Linked DNA regions of Mus musculus: regions 2, 3, 4 and 5 are each linked to region 1. The links are chromatin contacts, called in public Hi-C, HiChIP or PLAC-seq and promoter capture Hi-C maps. All regions are on one chromosome and are shown on one strand. Each heading gives the region's core, a stretch centred on a gene start, on an enhancer-like site or on the middle of the called end of the contact. The rest is flanking DNA. Distances are from core to core; before and after follow the strand shown.

Region 1 (2,828 bases), core at 195-2,694:
ACAAGAGAAAAGCTTGCTTCTGACCAGCATCTAGAGGCAGACAGATTTAACACCTCCTTTCCTATCCTTTTCTGTAGAAGGGAGTGTAGAAACTGCCAAGTATCTGCAACTCGGTGACTTGGACCTTTTTTGAGAAGGTTAGGTGTCCCCAGGATCTTTATCCTTTGCTCAGGCAGATTATACCACCAAGTTCCTTTCTGAGTGCTCTTTTCGTGAATCTTTTGGTAAATTTGCACAATGGGTCAGTCTTCTCCTATGTTCCTTCTTTGCACTGGGGCCTGGCAGCCCGAGGGGAAAAATAGTCTTTCACACAGGGAACTGGCATACGTTTAAATCAAGCAAGCCTAGTGGGATGGTAATGACATTCCCACCATCTGAGTTTCTGCCTTCAGGATATGTGAAGCTAGAAAACAATGTCATTCATTCAACATTTATAGAGAACACACAGTGTACAGGGGCGCTGTGCAAGTCTTGGAGGGCAGGCAAAAGTGCAAACCCTAACCCGCTCTTGAGGATTCCTGCCAAGAAGAGCATGACAACTGCAACACGGACCTTACACTCCTGGAAGGAATTCTTGGGTGAATAAAGTCTGCTTATTTAAAGTAAGCATGGAAAACTATACCAACAGCTCGATGTACCTTTCAGGAATAGGACAGATAAGTGGGATTTAGTCATAATCTCTAAGGTGTTAGAGCGCTCGGTGATGAAGGTGTTCTCAGCTTGCTTTGAGTTACTTGTGTATCGGGACAGTTGGCAGAATCCTAACAAAGAGAGGGCCAATACTTCTATATGGAGGTGGCTAACTTTGAGGGAAAGTGGCTTCCAAGGAGAACAAAAAGGTAACATTTTCATCTGGAGCGATCCCAACCACCACTGAGGCATCCTAATACCCTGGGTAAAACCTCTGTGCCCAGGCTCAACCTTAGACAGCGCCGGGTTGAGCAGTGCATCTCAGCATCCTGGAGTCCACTGCACGCACCGAGTTCCCCCCCGCACCCCGGTCGCCTGCCTGGCGCCTTCAAGGTCGCCATGGCAACCATGGGGTACCAAGACCAGTCCCTGAACGTCCAGCCTAGAAATTCAAACTGGCAGCAGTGGCACGAGCGAGTCGCCTCAGCTCCTCCCCCGAGGGAATAGCGCGATCCTCGGCCGTGGGCACCACTTGTGCAGCATCAGTGGCAGAGCGCTCCTCCGGCTCCAGATCGGCCGGGATCCGGAGCTCGAGCGCGCCACGCCGCCTCTCATCTGGTTTCTCCGCCGGGCCAGTCGCTTCTTCGGGCCAGACAGGCCGCCCATCCTTTCACCGCTTTACGGATTTCCGGGGGCGACGAATTTTGCCTCGGTCCCTACGAGCATCTCTCCGCTTCGCTCCCCCGCCCCTCGCGACTCCCCCCACTCCTGGGCGCGCGCGCGCACACTCACTCACACTCTCAGGCGCGCGTGCGCACGCCCGCGCGCCCCGAGCCGCGGAGTCTCCAGCGCCCCTGAGCAGATCCCACTCTCCCGGGCGCTGCTACTCACACAGGCTTCCAGCCGCCACGGGGCGTCCTCTGTCTGCGGCAGCAGCGGCGGCGCGAGCGGAGGCTGCAGTCTAGCCGGGTCTGGCTGCTCGGCGCCCTGGACAGAGTCCGGCAGAAGCGCGATCGGGAGGAGACGCCGAGGCAAGGAGGAGCCGCGCCGCGCCCGGCGCTCGCTTGCCTCGAATCCCCGCACCGCGGCCCCAGGTAAGCGGCTCCGCGGCCCGCAGCATCCCCGGGGCGTAGGGACTCGCCGCCCATGGGGGGTTCCCGGTCCCGCCCCCGTCGTGGCCGGGGAACAAGGCACCGAGGGGAGTGGGCGAGGGGGGAGGGGAGCGGAGCTGGAGGTGAGGCTGGAAGGCAGCGGTGTGGGGGAGCCCCCTGCGCCCTTCCCCGACGCTCCTCGGGCTCCCGCACTTTTATGAGCCGGGGGTGCTCAGCGCCCCACACAGATGTACTCCGCTCTTTTTTATCGCTGGCCGGCTAGAGTCCGCTCGGGCTCCGCGCCTACCACGCACCAACCGCCTCCCCTGCACCTTGGACAGCGCACCCCGCCGCTCGCCTCCCGGGGACCGCACCCGGGACCCTGTCCTGCCCGCGCAGCCCTCCGGTTGTTCCGTTCTTCCCATAGTGTCCTCCTCCTGTCTTGCATAGCATCTCCCTGCCTTGGCGTTCTCTACTCTGGCGCGGGCCAGAAACTTTCCTCTCTGCCCGATCTGCGCGAGGTACTATTGTTGTTATTTGTGTCTTTCCTTCTCGCTGGGAACTGGACACAAGGACAGGTCTTCCTCTGCGGGCGATCGCCTGCCTTTCCCAGTCCAAGACCGCACTGGGCAGCCGGACTTGGACACCCGGCCGGCGCCTCGGCAGCTGGACGCCCGCGGGTTCCCCGCCTCTCTGGACACGTGCACTCCTCCCACGGACGCGGCCCCTCCCGGACCACCCTATGTCCTACCCCTGCATGGCCACGGCCACCCCATAGGTTGGACACCCGGGATCGCGGGCTCTGATTGGTTGATCTCATAACCCCGCCTCCTTGGAGGGGGTGGTTCTGGAGTGTTGTGGTTGTCATCCCGCAGCGAGCACATGGGGGAAGTGGGGTCGACAGGTGGGGAAACCCAGCTCTATGGCATACACATCCCAGTGTATGTAATCCGGCTAGTATCATTCCTTCAAATTGCACATTGTGCTTTACTCCCCCTTCCGCAGTCTTCCACTGTTATAACATTTTAAAAAATTTAAATTTTGTTGAGATTATGTTTGTTCAGTGGTAGTGGTTTTTAAAAGTAGCTTTAGGAGAATGCAGGAAAC
Region 2 (2,828 bases), core at 209-2,708, 490 kb after region 1:
AGGGTTCCTCTGCCTTCCAGAATCAGGCCTTGATAGTTTCTAAGCCTTCAGTGTTATCAGCAATTTGAGGACATACAAGATCAAACCAGAACAACTGTTATATGATCATTTCTGTAATTCATTTACATTTGTGGGTATTGCCACACACACACACACCATAAAAAAGAACCTTAAATGGCCTTAGAAGTAGCGGATGATTTTTAGAATTGCCTTCAGCGTTAGCCAGAAGTTTCTGGTTTGTTTCCTCTTCTATTCCCTTGCCAGTACGCTCATGAGCATTGCTCTGTTTCTTACGTGTTTATGGAAAAACAAAAAACAACAGTACCGAGCAGAGGTCTTAAAAATGAGGAGCCTTAGGGTGACTTTGTCCTGGTATTTGTTTCTAAGTTTGACCCTACACTACACATGAGTCATAATTTAACAATATTAGACGTTTCATACAAGAGGAAATAACAGCTTGTAGCCATGGTAACACGATCACCTTTACCAAGCCATACGACAGCAATTAAGTTAGCCTCTTCTCTCTGCTGGGAGGCTAAGGAAGTTAGGGTCATTTTTTATGTTCATTTGTATCTTTAGGCATACAAACAAAGAATATAAACATTTTAAGCTCTGTTCATCTTCAGATCCCTACACTGAGCATGTCTTATTTAGGGTTTCTGTTGCTCTGAAGAGACACCATGACCAAGGCAACCCTCATAAAGACAAACCTTTAATTGGGGCTGCCTTACAGTTTCAGAGGTTTAGTCCATTACCATGATAGCAGGAAGCATGGCAGCCTACAGGCAGAGATGGTACCAGGAAGGACCTGAGAGTTCTGCATCTTCCAAGGCAACCAGGAAAGGCAGGCATCCTGGCATTGAGGAGGAGGAAGCTCTCTTGTGCAATGGGCAGAGCCTGAGCATAGGAGGGGACCTCGAAAGCCCACCCCCACAGCAACTTGCTTCCTCTAACAAGGCCACGCCTCCTAACAGTACCTCCTAACATACCCCCTGTGGGCCAAGCATACTCAAACCACCACAGAGTGGTTTTATTAGATCTAATAAAGTAAAATTTGTTCTTTAGATGTATTTAGTTCTATGAATTCTGACAAATGCTAAATTAAGTCACGTGAGACCACTATAGAAATCAATCTGTCAGTCATTTCCATGGCCACACCCTCAGCCCCCTGTTCATGCCACCCCGCTTCCTGGATCCACCGACCTGAAATCTACCCTCACAGCTTGCCATTTCTAGGACTTGCTGTCTGCAGCCTGTTTAGGCTTGCTGCCTTTGCTTAGCATGCATTGAAGGTCCCTCTGTGTTGCCACTGTGTGCTCTGTTCCCTTTCCAGTCTATCGAGTAGAATTCAATTGTAAGGAAAAGCTGCAGATCGTTTCTCTAGCCACTAGCTCACAGACGTCTAATGTTGTTTGCACTTTGGGGGTAAACATGCACAAATTTGTTATGAATATTCATTTGCAGGCCTTCTGTGTAGATGTATCTCTTCATCTGCACATGGAGAGCTGCCTATGACTGAGACGCACAGAAAGCATCCTTCTGAAAACACAGCCACTGTGTTTTCCAAAGGACCTTGAGCCTGATGAATTCCTGCAAGACTGCAGGAGTATTCCACGTGTCCCATGTCGTGGTCTGTCAGGGAAAGTCAGTTTAACCAGTCACTGTTAGCCACTGTCGTAAATGGAGGGTCTGTCTGGTTACGGCTCATCCATACTTAAACTTAAATAGTACTTTTATTTTCATTCATAAGCATTGCCCAAAATACCATATTCTTAAACATAATCTTTAAAAATTAGATGTTTATCATTTCTATTTAACAATTTTGTATGATTTGTATCCCCCAAAGAGTTTAACTGTGGCGATCTGTCTGATCCCGAGTTTAGAACTAATCAAACCTGGCAGGACGACCAGTGGATATAGAACTAGTTCCTATGCCTCCCCCTACGCCCAGAATCTGTCCACTGCCAATCGATCAGCATAACTGGTAGAGCCCCATGCACCCCCCTCTCCATCTATAACCAACTGCTGTGTGGGCAGACTGATGCGGGCACAATTGCTCTGCGCTCGTGATTGCAAGGCCTCTGTCAAGCTTGGGACACGGAATTACACAGCCCTCTTCCCTGCCTTCTGATGCCTGTATTATTTTTCTGTTACTTCTTCTGCAGTGTTCCCTGAGTTCTAATGGGGGTTCTCTAAATGTCTTACGTATATCTGAGCCCTCAGCTGTCCTTTAGTCTCAGCATCTGTGTAACCACGAGTCTATATTAACCAGTTTGTTATATGGTGAAACTTCTCTGACTGTAGCCTCTGTCTGTGGATATAAATATATTGAGAAGGTGTTTTGATGCTGAGTCAATTCAGCTAACCAGAAGTTTTAGGTTCACTCCTAGGAGCTAAGACCTCTTGTGACAAATTCTAGACTGGGTTTGTAGTATTAGACATAAATCACTTTTTATGGAGTGGGTGGGCCTCAAATCCAATCAGGGAGTTATTGGTTACTCCTCAAAGAGTTTTGCCATCATCGTACCAATGGTTACATCGTGCCTGGCCTGGCAGGTGGGTATTATAACTCATAGAATTGTCACATGGGTAATTGTCACACTACCTCACAACCAGCAGCCGCCTGCGCAGCACCACCTGGCACAATAAACATCAACCGGCAGGGAACAAGCTCAGCTTCACCATGATTTCTCTGTATCTTGCATCCAGGTTGTGCAGTGTCTTCGGCACAAGGGTCCCATCAACTTTGAACTGTGTTTTCTGACAGCAAGTTTACTCCTGCTTCTTCCAGTTTTAAAAAAAAAAAAAAAAGTCAGACAAGGACTGAT
Region 3 (2,828 bases), core at 180-2,679, 440 kb after region 1:
TCGACCTTATAAAGCACAGTCTAGGCTTGTTATGAGAATGTGTTGGCAGAGTATAGCTAAGTATCCCAGCACTTGGGAGGCAGAGGCAGGCGGATTTCTGAGTTTGAGGCCAGCCTGGGTCTACAAAGTGAGTTCCAGGACAGCCAGGGCTATACAGAGAAACCCTGTCTCAAACAAACAAACAAACAAACAAAAACAAAAACAAAAAAAAAAACAAAAAAAAAAAAGAAAAGAAAAGAAAGAAAGAAAGGAAGAAAAAAAGAATTCCCAGCACAGCTCCCAGAGAAATACCTGAATAGGTTCTAGGTGGTTCCATGGAGCCAGAGGAAGAAGAGAATAGCTAAGCTATGGAATGACAAAGCCTCCTTCAGAGGAAAGCTAATTTGTCAAGTTCTGAGAAAGCAGCACTACTCGGGGAGACCTCACATGCTTTGAGAACAGCCTGATGACGTGGCTTTTTCTTGCCGTCACCTTCCGTTCTAGATGACAGCAAGTTCTCTGAGGCTATCACAGTTCTGCTGTCCTGGATCGAGCGTGGGGAGGTGAACCGGCGCTCGGCAAACCAGTTCTACTCCATGGTTCAGTCGGCCAACAGCCACGTGCGCAGGCTCATGAATGAAAAGGCTACCCACGAGCAGGAAATGGAGGAAGCAAAGGAGAACTTCAAAAATGCCTTAACGGGGATCCTCACTCAATGTAAGTAACGCTTTGGGGGGCCATCTCTTTTGTCACGGTTTGGCCTTTTCTTTTGTTCCCATTTTATGTTCTCATGTGGGGGTAAGTAGCTCAGAAGTCTCCCATTTTACTCCATATTGAATGGCACACCTCATAACCGACTCATGTTCTGTGGCATGTGGAAGAGCACGGACCTGCCCTGAGAGCTTACTTCTCAAGGTGAGCAACATTTCTGTAGCTTTTCCTCAGAACTCCGTGCCTGGCCCCCAAGACAGGGCAGCCAGGTTCATCTGGGCTCATTGGACCCACCTCAGTTCACACCACACCCCTGTGGGGCAGCCACTGTCCACCTGCAGGCTGCCCACCCAGACCTGTATATCCTACTGGGACTGATGACTGGGAACAGGCCTTGAACATGTCCCCGGGCTCTGTTTAGGGAGCAAACCCCCTCCTCAGTCTCCTTGTGAGGTGAGCTTTGGCCATCTGCGCTGATGACTGAAGAATAGACTTTCTTCATTTGGAAAGCAAATTGCCTTAAACACTTAATGCCCGCGATTTTTCATGTCAAGATCCTGAATTGATGAAGGAGCATAAATGGAGCTTTCTAATAGAACAATAGTCACAGTAATTACCCCTGGGCTCTATTCAAAAAAAAAGGGGGCGTCAACTTTTTCTGTGGCACTCCATGTCTGCAGTTAATGTCACAGCAGCACAATGCATCTCAGCTGCTGATGGTCTTGTCGCTTGGTAAAAAGCTGTTGAGTGACATCGCTCCGGGGCCTCTGCTCCATTCCGTTCCAGGTGTGGGGACCCACACATGACAGCAACACATGCAATTTACATATTTTTTCTGAAAATAACTATTATTTGCAGTGATCTAGTGCGCCAAATGCCTGCCGCTCCTTCATCAGCACAATCCTAAGGGGTGATGTGTCTGTTAGGGTAGGAAGGCAGAGAGGGATGACTGAGCCAGGATCTTAAGTATGAACACATTTTGCACGACCTTGTTGCCAGCTAGACAGTTTTTGTAGCAATGCAGAGTTAAGTGCCGAGCAATGAATCCCCAAATGTAAACTGGTAGGTGACCAAATGCCCAGCCCAGGAGCACTTGGCCTTGAAAGGAAAGGAATGTGGGGAACAGGAGTGTTCCACCTCACACGGATCGGTACTGTACTAGCAAAACTCATCAGCACTGAATGGCGGCCTTAGACCCAGCTGTGGAGGTCCAGCCACACTAGAGTTAGGACTGCTAGGTGGAGAAGAAGGAAAGTTAATACTGACTCTAGCTTTGAAAGGAAGAACGACGGCAGTGGATGAGTGGCCAGAGAGAAGGTAAGAGTTGGTTGGCAGAGAAAAAAGGAAGGCTAAACAGTATGGAAAGAACAGTTCCTGGAGGGGCTGGGGGGTGGATATGGTTGGAAGCCACGTGCCCAAACAGTAGAGTTGTTACTGTCCACAACCTCTCTGCTCAGGGGACTCAATTCTAACCACGTCTCCATCTGTATCTGCATGCCCTTTATTGCCTCCTTTTGCAATGTCCCCTTGACAACAGCTGTGAAGCCATGGTGGGCTTCACATGGTTGGAATAGGAGAAAATCATGCTCTCCTTGGCAGTGCTGTTACATAGGGACTAGTGGGGATGAGGCTGGAAGAATTGAACATGCCTTCCTGCCCTCGGGCCAGATTAGAAGCAACTAGGTAGACAGGATACAATGTATATCGTCAATGGGCCTCTCAGTGGTAAAGCTCGGGGTGGGCCATTGCAGCCCTGATGCCTGAGCTGAGAGGAACACACCCAGGACAGGGGTTTACCTTTGAGGAATGAGTGAGGTTGCAATCAGGGAATCCCCCACCAAGTGGCGATGGCTGTCAGAGATGACTCTTGAAATGCAGACGTCTGAGCTCAGGCCTTCAGTCTCCCAACCTTCTCCTTTTTCTGGCTTTCCTTTCCCATTCGGATAAATTCTTCGACTAACAGCTTGTAAGCACTTTTTATACTCTTCCTTCCACCAGCAAACCCCATCTCGAGGTCTACTCTTTGGGCACATGGCTTCCAACCACATTTCTTACCTGAAAAGGCATAGATAGCCCCATGTGGCCCAAGTGTCTCGTTTTGATGACCACTGCTCACATTCATGGTACCTAGGCATTTG
Region 4 (2,828 bases), core at 111-2,610, 360 kb after region 1:
AAGGGCCTCCAGAGGCATTTATTATGATCATTGAAACATTAGGGAGTCCATGTGGAGTATAAGGAGCGTGAAGAATAACCACGGGTCCTAGGAGTCCAGCCTTGGAAATCGATCAGATGGTGCAGAAGTCGAGAAGAAACGAAGGGGAAGGGCCAATCGCGGTTTCCTCTTTGCCATGACAAGTTTAGGTACCTCTTTGGAAGGGCATACAGACAGCATAACGTCTACTTTATGGACCCTCAGCTCAGGTAGGGTGGAAACAGGGAGAAGTATCTGGCAACCATGACACATGATGGTCTTGCCTACCATGGGGACTTTTCTGCAGTGAAATTGGGGGAATCCCTTTTTCTGCCTATGCAGTTGTCACTCTGACCTCTGACCCCAGCCCCTCCCTCGTGTATCTCTCCTGTGACCTGCTGGATTCTTTGTACTGCTGGGCTCCAAGGCTTGAAAGGAAAGGTGGGGTCTGAGGTAACAAATACCTCCCGGGAACCTTGCCACCCACCGCATCCTCTGCTCACGGGTATTCAGGGCACTCTGCTGATAAACTGCACAAGGCTCTCATTTAATAGGAAAACAATGCTCCCAGCAGCCAACTTCTCCAATTTCTCTTGTGGTGGTGGTGAGATTCTCTGACCCAGGCATGATTCAGGGCAGGTAGGGAGCACGGCGTGCAGTGGAGGGACTCTCTCTCTCTCTCAGAGATGCTGCTTCAAATTCTCTTTTGTTTTCATTTTCTAACTAATTGAAACATCTCTCAGTCTCCAGATTCCGAAACCAGACAGGCCCTTGACTTAGAGTTCAGGGTTTGTGTGCCAGATTTCATGCACTTGTTGTGCCAGTTTCGTTCCACTCTGCACAGTTACTTATCCTCCTCTCGAGGACACTGGGACAGTGTGCTGATATAGTTATTCATACACCACAATGTTACCAGAGGCTCAAAATGATATTGTATTATACAATACAATACAAGCAACCAGAGAAACAGGAATTAGCATGACAGGTGATAAGCGTACATTTCTGAAGTAGGTGGTTTGAAGGAGACTTGTCCTCTACTGCTTCAGGTATTTTAACACTAGGTTACCAGTTGGTGGTCTGTTTGGGGAGGTTTTGAATGATACAGCTTCACTGAATGAAGTGATTTTTTTTTTTTTTTTGAGACAGGGTTTCTCTGTGTAGCCCTGGCTGGCCTGGAACTCACCTTGTAGACCAGTCTGGCCTCGAACTCAGAAATCCACCTGCCTCTGCCTCCTGAGTGCTGGGATTAAAGGCGTGGGCCACCACGCCTTTGAGGGTTGGTTTTGAGGGTTTTATTGCCTCAACCCACCTCCTGTTTGCTCTCTCCACTTCCTGTGTGGACAGAAATAGAACAGGCAGTTTCCTGCTCCTGTCAGTATTCTGTTTCTGCCCCACCACAATGGACTCTAGACCTCCAGAGGAACCATAAGCCAAAACCAGAACAAAAACAAACAAAAAGCACACTTCAGTCTCGGCACTCAAGAGATAGAGTTGGGACTAACTCTTGTAAGTCTGAGGACAGACTTATCTACATAAGGAGTTCTAGGTCACCCATTCCCAGACAAACTAAGAAAAATGACAGAAAGAAAGAGGAGTCTGTCCGCCATGGCCTAGGTGGGGGCAGTTCTTGCCCCTGGAATAGGGACAGCAGACACGAGGAGACTTCCACGTGTCAGTGGCTGTGGGCCTCCACAAGTCAAAGGCTGCCAAGGGCTTAAGGCCTATTTGTATAATAATGTATATATTACACATTCCTCCTTTAAAGGAAGTCCTTCCTATTAACATTAATGACACCATGATAATCACACAGCTGGAGTCCAGGAAGCAAAGGTGTGGCTTAAATGCAAAATGGTAAAAGCTGAGACCTTCACTCAGCCCAGCCAGTAGCAAAGAACTCTAAAATCATGAGTTTGAAAACATATAATTTGTCAAATATGCAAAAAAATATAAAGATGTAGTATGAATTATATGAGGGGCTTCAGGAATATAAAGGAACAAAGGCAGCTGCATTAATGAGCCAGCTTTTCAGAAAGATTCAAAGACAGGCTTATACAAATGCAGGCAGATTCCTGAATTCAAGGTCAGCCTGGGACATACTGAATCCAGGACCAAGGTGTGGTAGAAATGGTAATTTTAGGACTGGGTCCCACCCAGCTTAACAGAGGCAGGCAGATCTCCTAATTCTTTTGCAAGGTTTAGAGAAAATGTGTGTTTGCTATAGCCTAAAAATTAAGGAGCTTGGGTCTAGGGAGGCTAATTCATAGGATAACCAAAGGGAAACCCGAAGTAAATGACTGCATTAATATGTAAAATTATGTAAAATAAAAGACGGAGTTTTTGCTCCTAGGTTGTGAGCTAGCCAGGGAAAGTTTTTAGCATAGCAAGAGAGAACTGGAGAGACTTGGAGAACTGTTTCAGGCAGACACCTCTAGAGAAAGCAGATCAGAAATAAAACTGAACAGAGAGAACAAGGCCACCAGCTTGGACCCACGATTTGACTTCAAGTTGTTTGTTTTCGTTGCTCCCAGACATCCCTTCTCCCCCTCTCCAAGCTGAGGCTAGACCTTGGCAGTTGGCACCCAGGACAGAGTCTGAGACAAGGGTAGGTAAGTATGTTGGGCAAATTCAATTTGGGACAGATTTCATTCGTGGTGTGAGATAGAGCTGGGAAAAGGGGTGAAGATTTGGTAAATAAAAATGGGTCAAGCAAATTCAAAAAGCAGAGAAATGTATATTAAGGTCTTGAGACAAGTGGTTAGTAAGAAATGTGTCAAGGTTCACACAGGTCTTGCACGATTTCCTTGAGTTCA
Region 5 (2,828 bases), core at 159-2,658, 310 kb after region 1:
GAATCTGAGGTCACAAGACTCTTGTCTTGTTTTCTTGTAGTTTTTGAACTCAAAATTCCCCTCACATGACCCATTCTTGGACCATGTTCCAATACATACATACATACATACATACATACATACCAATAAATATAGTTTGTGTGTTCTGTTTTTATGTATGAAGTAGATGTTGGCATGCTGCATTTTTTAAGGCAAAGCTCATAAAGAGGATTGTTGTTGTTGTTGTTGTTGTTGTTGTTAGAAGGGGCTGTTTGTAGACCTGTAATTTGAATCTTGGTAAATGTAGCATATTCTTTCCAAGGCACCCCTGCAGTCCTGCTGGGGTCATTAGAACACTGTTCCTCGGGCCCAACCAGATGATTTCTGTGAGCAGCCAGAATTGAGATCTACTGGTATCAAGGAAACTTAAAGGGCATTAAGCCCATTCACCCATCTGGTGCTTCATCGCTTTCTGCATCTGTTTCGTGATGACAGACAAGCACTTCTGATACACGGATTGAAACCACAACTGGTGGCATCTGTGTCACACACAGTCCTCTCTCAAGCTGCCACTCAAGGTGACCCAGTTTGAGGGCTGTTGAGAGAGCACTCTGATATCAAAGTCCAACCTAGTGGAACATCGTTCAGTCCTGGGCAAACCAAAACTGTTGTTTGCAGTATGGCCAACTGACTCATGTTTGGATGACACAGCATTGAGTTTTGACATGCCTTCTTCTGGTAAAAGGAAAAGTGTGCTGCTTTGGATAGACTTTCTGAATGGAAAGATAAGAACAGTTACAGACCTTGAAACCTTGGCAGTCTGGAGAGAAGAGACAGGCTTGGGAGCAAGGGAAGGGAAATATTGTAACAGATTCTCAGGGACTTTCTGAGTAAAGCAAAGGAAAGAGTATAACAGATTCTCACGGACTTTCTGAAGTTAACACCACACATAATGGCATCAAAGTATTCATTGACTTTTTATGTCCTGTATGTAGATAAACTAAGAAAGATTCTGTAATGAAGCAAGAGTAAAGAGGGAAGCTGAAAATTGTGTTTATAATCAACTATAAATCCATAAACTCCTTGAGAATTAGTTTTGTTTTTTAAATGAAGAGGAGACTTCCGGCAACTGCATGGAAACTTGCTGACAGCTGATCCCTGGGTCCTGTTAGGATCTTGATCTGCTGCATGTCCTTGTGACACTCAGGACAGCCCCTTCCTTTGAGATAAAAGTAAATGTCAGTAGGTTAATAGAAAGGGGAAAATGTTTTGACTTTTAATGGTTTGGTGTATATGATGGCGTTGAAATGATCATGAGAATCCCTTCGGGTAACATCTTGCTGTCCTAATATGGTCCTACAGTCTAAGAATAAACTTACCCCATTCCTGCCTCCTACACTGATCACTGAGCATTCGGTCTGATCTGAGTGCCACACAGTTGATTCATTTCATTCACTGATTGCCAAAATGGCCAGATGTGTTTCCAGCAATCTGACTGTCTTCATAACCAAATCAAATCAGTGATGCAGCGATTCAGCCAATGGTTGAGTGTCCAGCTGTCCTGGATGCAGCTAGAGATGAGATATTAAGCTATGCTTGGAAATGTCTAGTTTTATTGAAATCATCATAGCTCTTCCTGCCACTCTGTAATTTATATGACGCTATAGGAGGAAGCATCAATAAATAGAAACATTAGCAGATTGTGCTCTGACTTCTTTCTTAATGAACATCTCTAGCTGGATTTGTAAAATGCAGGGAAACAAGTTAGAATCAAACATTGAACATCAACTCATAGCATCTTTCCGTAGTTCATTAGTAGGCATTGCCTGAGAGAAATAAAAGAGGAGGCTCCATAGCCATATAAGTTCACATAATGCCAGGTAAAACGAGATCAAACAGGCATGTTAGAGAAGATATTGTAGTCTAGACCTTCCAGGATGGTAGAAAGGGGGTCAAGAGATGGTGACCTGTTTGTACATGATCTATAGAACTCCCCCATGAATATTTAGGGGGACTCCATCTGACCTCCTTACTTTGCAGTTACACAAACTCCATCCAGAAATGTGAAACAGAGACAGAGGCATCCCTTCTCTTATATGTGTCTATCTTTCAGTATATACTACATATAAGAGTATCTTAAATATAAATTAATTGTGAAAAGTCAGTAGCCACTTAAATAATACCTTCAATATAAAATAGAGACTAACATGTAAAGATCCAGAGAAAAAGAAAGGCAGAGAGAAGAGGAGAGGAGAGGAGAGGAGAGGAGAGGAGAGGAGAGGAGAGGAGAGATGAGACGATATTAGGGGGACTTGGAGAAGATTCTTGGTGAAGCAAATGAAGAACTTTCAAAACTTCATAACATCTTTCAAAAAGATGAGAAACACTACTATAGTCATCACCTAAAATGAGCATTCTATATACAAAGGGAAACAATCAGAAAATAAGTATATATGAAATAAGGATTATATGCATGATATAATCATAATCTGCATTAGACATATGTATTATATAATAATGTATACCAATATATTATATATAGACTTAGTTTTACATATATGTGTGTATATATTCATACATGCATTTATATGTATGTATGTATGTATGTATGTATATACACATACACACACACACACACACACACACACACACACTTATATATGAATATAGAAACTAAAGGCAAGCAGATTTCCTAGGAAGCAAATTGGCAATGAGTGATGGAGGATGGGTTGGGGTTGAAGTAAAAAACATAAAATTAAACTAGTAGATTCATCCATAAGGTTCAAGTTTTTTTTCCAAAGGAGTTCCAGAAAGAGAAAAAAACAACTCCGTGGGATCCAGGATAAAAG

The links. Promoter capture Hi-C pulls out the DNA fragments that hold promoters and counts their contacts. Hi-C and Micro-C count contacts between places; a contact is called where the count stands out from the background. HiChIP or PLAC-seq counts read pairs in DNA pulled down with a chosen protein or histone mark.
Region 2: a contact with region 1 is called in a promoter capture Hi-C map of hippocampal neurons, with 9 times the contacts expected there. The contact joins the enhancer-like site here to the promoter of Enox1 in region 1. A contact is called at or near these places in 13 of 39 promoter capture datasets (the 3T3-L1 cell line, 3T3-L1-derived adipocytes, embryonic stem cells and 8 more), 1 of 15 datasets of contacts at CTCF or cohesin (pro-B cells), 9 of 484 Hi-C or Micro-C datasets (the HL-1 cell line, bone marrow-derived macrophages, brown adipocytes and 5 more), 16 of 115 datasets of contacts at active chromatin or transcription factors (SST interneurons, craniofacial prominence, differentiating embryonic stem cells and 9 more) and 2 of 9 other capture datasets (embryonic stem cells and liver).
Region 3: an H3K4me3 HiChIP or PLAC-seq map of embryonic basal ganglia shows a contact between it and region 1, with 5 times the contacts expected there. The contact joins the enhancer-like site here to the promoter of Enox1 in region 1. A contact is called at or near these places in 12 of 39 promoter capture datasets (the 3T3-L1 cell line, 3T3-L1-derived adipocytes, HPC-7-derived erythroid cells and 7 more), 7 of 484 Hi-C or Micro-C datasets (the C2C12 cell line, the N1E-115 cell line, cerebellum and 3 more), 17 of 115 datasets of contacts at active chromatin or transcription factors (SST interneurons, VIP interneurons, astrocytes and 12 more) and 2 of 9 other capture datasets (embryonic stem cells and pancreatic islet).
Region 4: an H3K4me3 HiChIP or PLAC-seq map of embryonic stem cells shows a contact between it and region 1, with 14 read pairs. The contact joins the enhancer-like site here to the promoter of Enox1 in region 1. A contact is called at or near these places in 7 of 39 promoter capture datasets (cranial neural crest, embryonic stem cells, frontonasal cranial neural crest and 3 more), 5 of 484 Hi-C or Micro-C datasets (cerebral cortex, embryonic stem cells and nephron progenitors), 18 of 115 datasets of contacts at active chromatin or transcription factors (acute myeloid leukemia, cardiomyocytes, embryonic basal ganglia and 8 more) and 2 of 9 other capture datasets (adipose tissue and embryonic stem cells).
Region 5: a contact with region 1 is called in a Hi-C map of the N1E-115 cell line, with 5 times the contacts expected there. The contact joins the enhancer-like site here to the promoter of Enox1 in region 1. A contact is called at or near these places in 16 of 39 promoter capture datasets (the 3T3-L1 cell line, 3T3-L1-derived adipocytes, the HPC-7 cell line and 11 more), 1 of 15 datasets of contacts at CTCF or cohesin (the NIH/3T3 cell line), 23 of 484 Hi-C or Micro-C datasets (the 3T3-L1 cell line, 3T3-L1-derived adipocytes, the Ba/F3 cell line and 17 more), 21 of 115 datasets of contacts at active chromatin or transcription factors (the NIH/3T3 cell line, PVALB interneurons, SST interneurons and 14 more) and 2 of 9 other capture datasets (adipose tissue and pancreatic islet).

The regions. Positions count from the first base shown.
Region 1 is chr14:77,155,319-77,158,146 of GRCm38.p6, forward strand. Enox1 (ecto-NOX disulfide-thiol exchanger 1) reads left to right here and starts at 1,445. Exons shown (of 19, transcript NM_172813.3): 1 at 1,445-1,724.
Region 2 is chr14:77,641,208-77,644,035 of GRCm38.p6, forward strand. The region is part of intron 14 of Enox1 (ecto-NOX disulfide-thiol exchanger 1); the gene reads left to right. Among named protein-coding and RNA genes, the nearest start is that of Gm52115, 46 kb to the left of the region's middle. Within about 2 kb of position 1,459, at least 2 of the 459 cell types and tissues checked have an H3K27ac peak or open chromatin away from gene starts, as enhancers often do. A contact at or near this core is called in hippocampal neurons, where this site is marked.
Region 3 is chr14:77,592,297-77,595,124 of GRCm38.p6, forward strand. Enox1 (ecto-NOX disulfide-thiol exchanger 1) reads left to right here. Exons shown (of 19, transcript NM_172813.3): 11 at 484-696. Gm52115 (a long non-coding RNA gene) reads right to left here. Exons shown (of 3, transcript XR_003951128.1): 3 at 695-2,817. Among named protein-coding and RNA genes, the nearest start is that of Gm52115, 2.9 kb to the right of the region's middle. Within about 2 kb of position 1,430, at least 14 of the 459 cell types and tissues checked have an H3K27ac peak or open chromatin away from gene starts, as enhancers often do. A contact at or near this core is called in embryonic basal ganglia, where this site is marked.
Region 4 is chr14:77,517,766-77,520,593 of GRCm38.p6, forward strand. The region is part of intron 7 of Enox1 (ecto-NOX disulfide-thiol exchanger 1); the gene reads left to right. Among named protein-coding and RNA genes, the nearest start is that of Gm6994, 12 kb to the left of the region's middle. Within about 2 kb of position 1,361, at least 45 of the 459 cell types and tissues checked have an H3K27ac peak or open chromatin away from gene starts, as enhancers often do. A contact at or near this core is called in acute myeloid leukemia and embryonic stem cells, where this site is marked.
Region 5 is chr14:77,464,418-77,467,245 of GRCm38.p6, forward strand. The region is part of intron 5 of Enox1 (ecto-NOX disulfide-thiol exchanger 1); the gene reads left to right. Among named protein-coding and RNA genes, the nearest start is that of Gm6994, 41 kb to the right of the region's middle. Within about 2 kb of position 1,409, at least 18 of the 459 cell types and tissues checked have an H3K27ac peak or open chromatin away from gene starts, as enhancers often do. A contact at or near this core is called in the N1E-115 cell line, PVALB interneurons, SST interneurons and 1 more, where this site is marked.